Linked DNA regions of Anser cygnoides: region 1 is linked to region 2. The links are chromatin contacts, called in public Hi-C maps. All regions are on one chromosome and are shown on one strand. Each heading gives the region's core, a stretch centred on a gene start, on an enhancer-like site or on the middle of the called end of the contact. The rest is flanking DNA. Distances are from core to core; before and after follow the strand shown. Region 1 overlaps KIF13A (kinesin family member 13A). Region 2 holds the start of TPMT (thiopurine S-methyltransferase).

Region 1 (3,134 bases), core at 177-2,676, 56 kb before region 2:
ATAATGTATTATGTCTGCAGAGCAGAAAGGGTAAGGTCTAAGTAATAACCCCTGATCAAGCCAGGTGCATGTACAAACCAGAAACAGTCAGAAATGAGAAACAGAATTAATTGTACACTGGAAGGCAGGAACCTAAGCATGAGAAATGCAGCCTTAATTCATCCAGATATATACTTAGTCCTGTATCAATAGACAAAACACCTTTAGGGGTTTCACAGGGTGTCTGCAGTTTTTCCAGAGAGCTTGAAATGCCACGGGTTAACCAGTGTTTCTGTCCTGGGACAACTACACTTAATATTAATAATTAACCCAAGGCACAAACAACAAGAACTGCACAGTCAGCATGTTTTAAACACATAAGGCACAAGAGTGGAGTTTGTTTTCTTATACTGTAGTAATACCTTGGAGGTAATTATTGTTTCCAAAAGATGCTCCTCAGAAAAACAGTGGTAGAAATATGCCGTAATAATACTCCCTCCTCCTCTGAAACCGCTCCAAATGAACATTTGAAGGAGCCATTATCAGCAAAAGCAATTGTTTCTTTATTGGCATCATATTAACTATCGGCATGAAAGCTAACCAGGAATCCTGCTCCAAAAGCAAACCAGTCCTTGAACAGTGCTCCTTGTCCTTTTGTTCCTATGAGAGCTTCATATTTCAGATCAAACCTAACACTGAATGATGGTAAAAGCGAAGCTCTGTGGGCGTGGAGGTCCACTGAAAGAAAAGCTGTAAACAAAAATCCTCAAGATGTAAAACCTGCGTAAATAAGTGATGCAACTCAAGTCTATTCACTATGCTAATGAGGAAAATCAAGGCAATGCAACCAGGAAAAAAGGAATCGTTCATTTCTCTGCTTACAGCGGTGAGAAACAAATAACAGTTAACTTCAGGGAAATAAGTTCTGAACTGTACAATGAGCACGGCTACACAGCATAATTCCTGTTTCTAATTCCTACCCTATTAACGCCAGCACAGTCTTCCAGCAAACACAGACACCCTTCTACAAAATCATAGGACCACAGAAAGGGACAGGGTTTCATATGTCATGTTAGGTCCCAAATCAGTGTGAACTTTAATTTAGAGTCACATTTTATAAGTGTCAAGTTTGGGGGTAAATTACTACAACAGCCAATGACAGCACCCTTGGTAAACTCAGTATCTCAGTCACTAATGTTCCAAGAAAGAAAATCCATTCAATGCTAGTCCTAGATAGTATTTAGTATACCTAAATTAAACCTATTGTTACTAAAACATGAACAGCCAGCTCCTTGTTAAGCTTTCAGAGGGGCAGATAAGAAAGTGACTGTAAACAGGACTTTGGAAGTGTCTGTTTTAATTTGGGGAGGTGGTAGCAGGGAAAAAAATGCAATAGAATACTGTATGAAGCAGTCATTTCCAACTAACAGGAAAGCTTAAAAGGTGATTTTTACAGACTTAAAATCTCTGTAAGCCTATTTCCAAAAAAAAAAAAAAGGAAATTAATATACGCACTCTAGGGCCAATCTGAAGAGCTGCCTCAAAAGTTTTTCTTGGAAGACTTAGCCAACAGCAACTGTCTTCCAGTAACTTTTCACATGTGAAGAGAAAAAAAATATAATCATAACAGAAGAAGAAAAAAGCTATATTCTGTATCTGGCTATCCTTTAGCAATTTGCCAGTCCCCATTGAGCTTCCTCAGTCAGATCTGATTTGTCCCCCAGGAAGCCACAGTGCAATTCATTCCGAGATGCCTGGGGTGTAAAATTACTGCTCTCTCTCTCAGCTCACCTGGGCACCAGGACCTGGCACAGCCTGGAAGACAACACCAGAGCTGGAATTTAATCCCCTCATACTAGCTCTCCTTCAGACAGGAGGCACAACACTGCAACGTCAGACGCAGCATTGGGTGTCTGTCACCCAGGGTGGCAGATGCACCTGCACCCAGCCTACCTGCACCCTTCTCCCATTGCTAACAGCAACATCAGGTCACCGGGCTGCATCGCTAACATTTCTCAAGCACCTCAGCACTGACACATCCTTCCAAGATGCCAGCGAAACACCTAACACCTTATGTGAACGACTGTAATTCAAAGCCTGTCAAACACACTTTATTCGCAGTGTTGTGTGAAGTGCTAGGGCTTCTGAATGCAGAACAAAAACTATGCTGCTCTACAACAAGGAAATGCTTCGTGACTCTTCCCATGAGAAAGTGCATCTTTGCGAGCCTCGCTCAGCTGTTTCCTTTGCCCACCACCTACAGAAAGCCCCAGAGTCTAAAAAATTAATGGTTTCTTATCCTTCAAGAAGTCACTTTGAAGAACAGTTAAGTCTTTGCTTTTTTTTAATTTATTTTTAACGAGTTACCACTGTTTCCATCTGGTCACTTTTGTACATCTTTATCATTCACTTTATTACTCACTTTTCTACATAACTGTAGTATCACCTAGTATGGAAAGTTATTTGAAATGATGATATCTGTGGATCTAAAGCAGTGCTGAAGAACGAATATACTACGATGCTAAATACGACAAAGTTATAAGATACAGAATACAAAAGACTGAAGATTTAGAAAGAGCACAAAGCATGGCTGCAGGCAGCCTACTTTCTCGTGTTTTAGAATCAAAAAATAAAATCCAAACCCAACACACACGGATGCATTTATTCAGAGAACACATTTCAAATGTTTCGACGTGAACTACTTTTTTTCCAAACCAATTCCTGAATTCCTGAGAAGCTTCTAAAAGCTGTCCACTCTTCATTATTGTGAATTACTTCCATAATCTCTGAAAACCATGCTAAGGGATTTACAGCAATCTTCCCTTCCCGGTAGGAACCAGTGTCTTCTGACCCAATTCCAACTAAATCACCTCATCTACAACTCAATCTGAATCAGGATTTTTTTCCTCCAATGCTAAAAATTGCCCATTCTATCTGTAATCTCCTGCAGCCCCTACACAAGGCTTTGCCACTATTCTCCACCGCCAGCATGAGCTGATGAACAAGAACATGTTTCCCAACTATTACGTCCCCATTTTCTCCTCCAAATCCATGATGCAGATGATTCTAATTTACTGTAACTGTGCATGCACACTAACCCAATTCATTGCCTCTTGTCCCTTTCTGAACTCTTCATTTCCCTGTCTTTTGAAATA
Region 2 (2,941 bases), core at 104-2,603:
TCCCTCCTTCCCCACATCACTGAGATTTTCGCTGTTATAACCTGTGCCGTTTCGTACCTTTTCATGTCTACTGCTTTACCACAAAGTGGGAAAAATATCCTCAGTCCACTCCTGCCGCTTAGGAGCACGTCCAGGTACTTCTCTAGCAGCCTGCAGAAGAACAGATACTTTTTACTTTGCACTGAGAGCATTTGTGCTGGCTCAGGAAAGAGCCAAGCGCTACAAGATATCACACAAACTCCACCATGGGATACACGGCCCTAGTTAGAAATGCTATTAGAAGTAAAAACAAGAGCTATGAACATTCACCTTCCATTTTCTCGGAAAGCGAACTTCATGTCTGTTGAGCAAATTTGTCCTGGTTTCTGTTTGCTCGCCTTCTCAGGTAAACAAAACAACTTACCCACTTGTAAGAGGGCCGCAAGAGGCAGCTTAAACAGAATGATGATTAAACCTCTGGATCAATCATTTATACACGTCTCAAGTGTAAGTTTTATTAGTTACAAGACAGTATAGTTGGGTGTTCTCCCTCAGGCCCCTGTCCTCCAGGGCACAATAATTGCCCCAGCGTTGCTTTAGGCCCCGGTTTCATAACTTACGAACAGCAACGCAGAGCCTTTGCTTCAGACAACTTAAGACTTTTTAGTCAGGTCGCCTAAACTTTACAGTTTAAATCATGATTTAAGGAGGGACAGCTCTAAATGGAACGATGTCTTTTTTTTTTTTTTTTTTTTCGCTGCCATTTTTTAACAAGTGGAGGTCACACAGCTGCGTCAACGTTCAGGCAGTGCCCGTTTCAACGCGTTTCTCTACACAACCTCTCCAGCTTTAGGGGGGTTTGTTGGACGAACCGGGCCGCCCCCTCCCCGTCCCTCCAGCCGAGGTGCCGTACGGGTGCCCGTGCTCCTTGTGGAAGGCGGCCGCCCCCGTTTCCCACTTGTGCAGCCACTCCTGCGCCGTCAGCGCCCTGTCCTTCTGCGCCCCGCCGCCTGGCAGCTCGGCGGGCACGCCGGCAGGGCCGTCCATTTCCAGCGGCTGTGGGAGGGAGAGGGAGAGAAACGCCGGTCAGCCGGCACCGCGCACAAGCCCCGCTCCAGAGGGTTTATTTGGCTGGAGCGCTGCGCTGCCCGCGGTGCCCTCCCCCCCAAGGGTCTCCAGCCCCATCCTTCCCGTCCGAAATGGAGGGGCCGCTCCTCGCCCCCCGTCCCTCACACACGTCTACCTGGCGGCGCCGCGGCCCGGCTCGGGGGCGAAGGAGCCTGGGGGCCGGTGGCTGTGGCGGGGCCGGGCCGGGCCGGGCCGTGCTGGCGCCTCCCCCTCGCTGTGCTGAGCGGAAGCGGCGGCAGCAGGAGGCGGGCTGAGAGGAGGAGGAGGGAGGAGGAGGAGGAGGAGGAGGAGGAGGAGGAGGATGGCGCTGGGGTCGGCCGCGGCGGTGAGTGAGTGCCCCCCTCTCCCTCAGGCGGCGGGGCAGGTGCAGCGCGGCCCCCGCCTCACCTCCGTGCCCCGCTCCATCCCTCCCTCTCCCCCTTCCCTCTCGCCGCAGCTGTAGCAGGAGGCGGCGCGGACACGCGTGGATGCGGTCTCCGGCCCCTGAGGTGAGCGCCTGGCGGGGACGCCCCCAGCCCCGTGCCGGGGCCGCTGTCACCGCGCTGCGGGCGGGAGGGCGGCGACCCCCGGCGTGGGGCTGGGGTCGGGGGGCTGGGGGCTGGGGTCGGGGCTGGGGTCGGGGCCGTGGCCGGGGCCGGCGCCCCGAGTTGTGTAAAGGTGTGCGCGGCCCCTCGCTCCCGTTCCCCTCTCGCTTCCTCTCTTTTATTTATTTCTCCTCTCTTTCCTTTCCTTTTTTTTTTTTTTTTTTTTTTTTTTTTTTATTTTTTCTTTTCCCCAAGCCAAACTTGCTGTCAGCTCCCCGTGGAGCCCCGGGGGGGCTTTCCCTTACAGGCCAGGCTGGGCGAAATGTTACCGTGAGGGACGTGCTGTGTGTCCCCCTCTCCCCCGTCATGGGGGGCATTTCCTTGGCCGGTAAGACCACGTATATAGGGTTCAGAGCCAGTAAGACCACATTTATAGGGCGCGGAGCCAGCAAGACCCCGCTCATAGGGCACAGACCCCCCAGGCTCCGTGAGGTGCGCGCTGTTTGCTCCCTCTCCAAAGAGCCAGGGGTTGTGGGGTGAGCCCAGTGGGGTTTGTGGAGGGGACCTGGGGACGAGGTGACACGCAGCTGGATAACAATGGCCTTCCTGCAGCTAGCCGGCCGCCTCCTGCCCACCTCCTCATCCCCCGGCAGCAGCACTGACAGCACAAACATATTCGGGCTCCCGTACTGCCGGCCTCCGCCCTGCCAAACCGGAGGCCTGCCTGAGCCTTCAACATCCTCAGAGAACTTCTTAGCGAGCCATAACTGTCTCATCTCTCTTTTTTATTCTTCCCCTCCCAACCTCTCAAATGCAAGGAAACAGCACCAGTTTGCCTCCTGGGATGCTCGCACCTCTCCTGCGACCACCTGGAGGCACCGAAACCAGCCAGGGCCAGTGGGGGAGGTCAGAGCCTCCACCCTAAAGGCAACAGTATTTAGGGATGGTTAGCTAGTGGCCGTGGCCAGGAGGATACACGGAGGTGATACAAAGCGATACTGTTGTGCCCCCAACCCAGAGGGACAGCCCCAGGAGGAGAACAGGCACCGTTTCCTGGGGCTTCACGCGGTGCTTTGGGAAATGTCACATAAATGCCAGTGGTTGGCTCTCCTGTCTCTTCTTCTATCCTCATCCACCCCCGTGCAGTGGGGGAAGCTGTGGTGGAACATTGTTGGCTTTTTGGGGGAGTAAACATTGACATTTTTTTTTCCCCTCTAATTAATTATAATTGATTTTTCTTGTATAGAAAAAGAAATTAATTTTTGTGTTGGCTTGTCCGAACTCATTTCTCTCCTCACATATGTGGATAT

What was found. A called contact is a pair of places that touch in the nucleus more often than the background predicts.
Region 1: a contact with region 2 is called in a Hi-C map of liver, with 14 times the contacts expected there. The contact joins the enhancer-like site here to the promoter of TPMT in region 2. A contact is called at or near these places in 2 of 7 Hi-C or Micro-C datasets (both in liver).

What each region holds. Positions count from the first base shown.
Region 1 is chr2:53,251,798-53,254,931 of Taihu_goose_T2T_genome, reverse strand. All of the region lies in intron 2 of KIF13A (kinesin family member 13A), which reads right to left. Among named protein-coding and RNA genes, the nearest start is that of KIF13A, 24 kb to the right of the region's middle. Within about 2 kb of position 1,426, at least 1 of the 3 cell types and tissues checked has open chromatin away from gene starts, as enhancers often do. A contact at or near this core is called in liver, where this site is marked.
Region 2 is chr2:53,195,744-53,198,684 of Taihu_goose_T2T_genome, reverse strand. It overlaps TPMT (thiopurine S-methyltransferase), which reads right to left and starts at 1,353. Exons shown (of 9, transcript XM_066992074.1): 1 at 1,223-1,353; 2 at 893-1,035; 3 at 58-150. The coding sequence starts at 1,026. It overlaps KDM1B (lysine demethylase 1B), which reads left to right and starts at 1,361. Exons shown (of 22, transcript XM_048058080.2): 1 at 1,361-1,432; 2 at 1,544-1,595.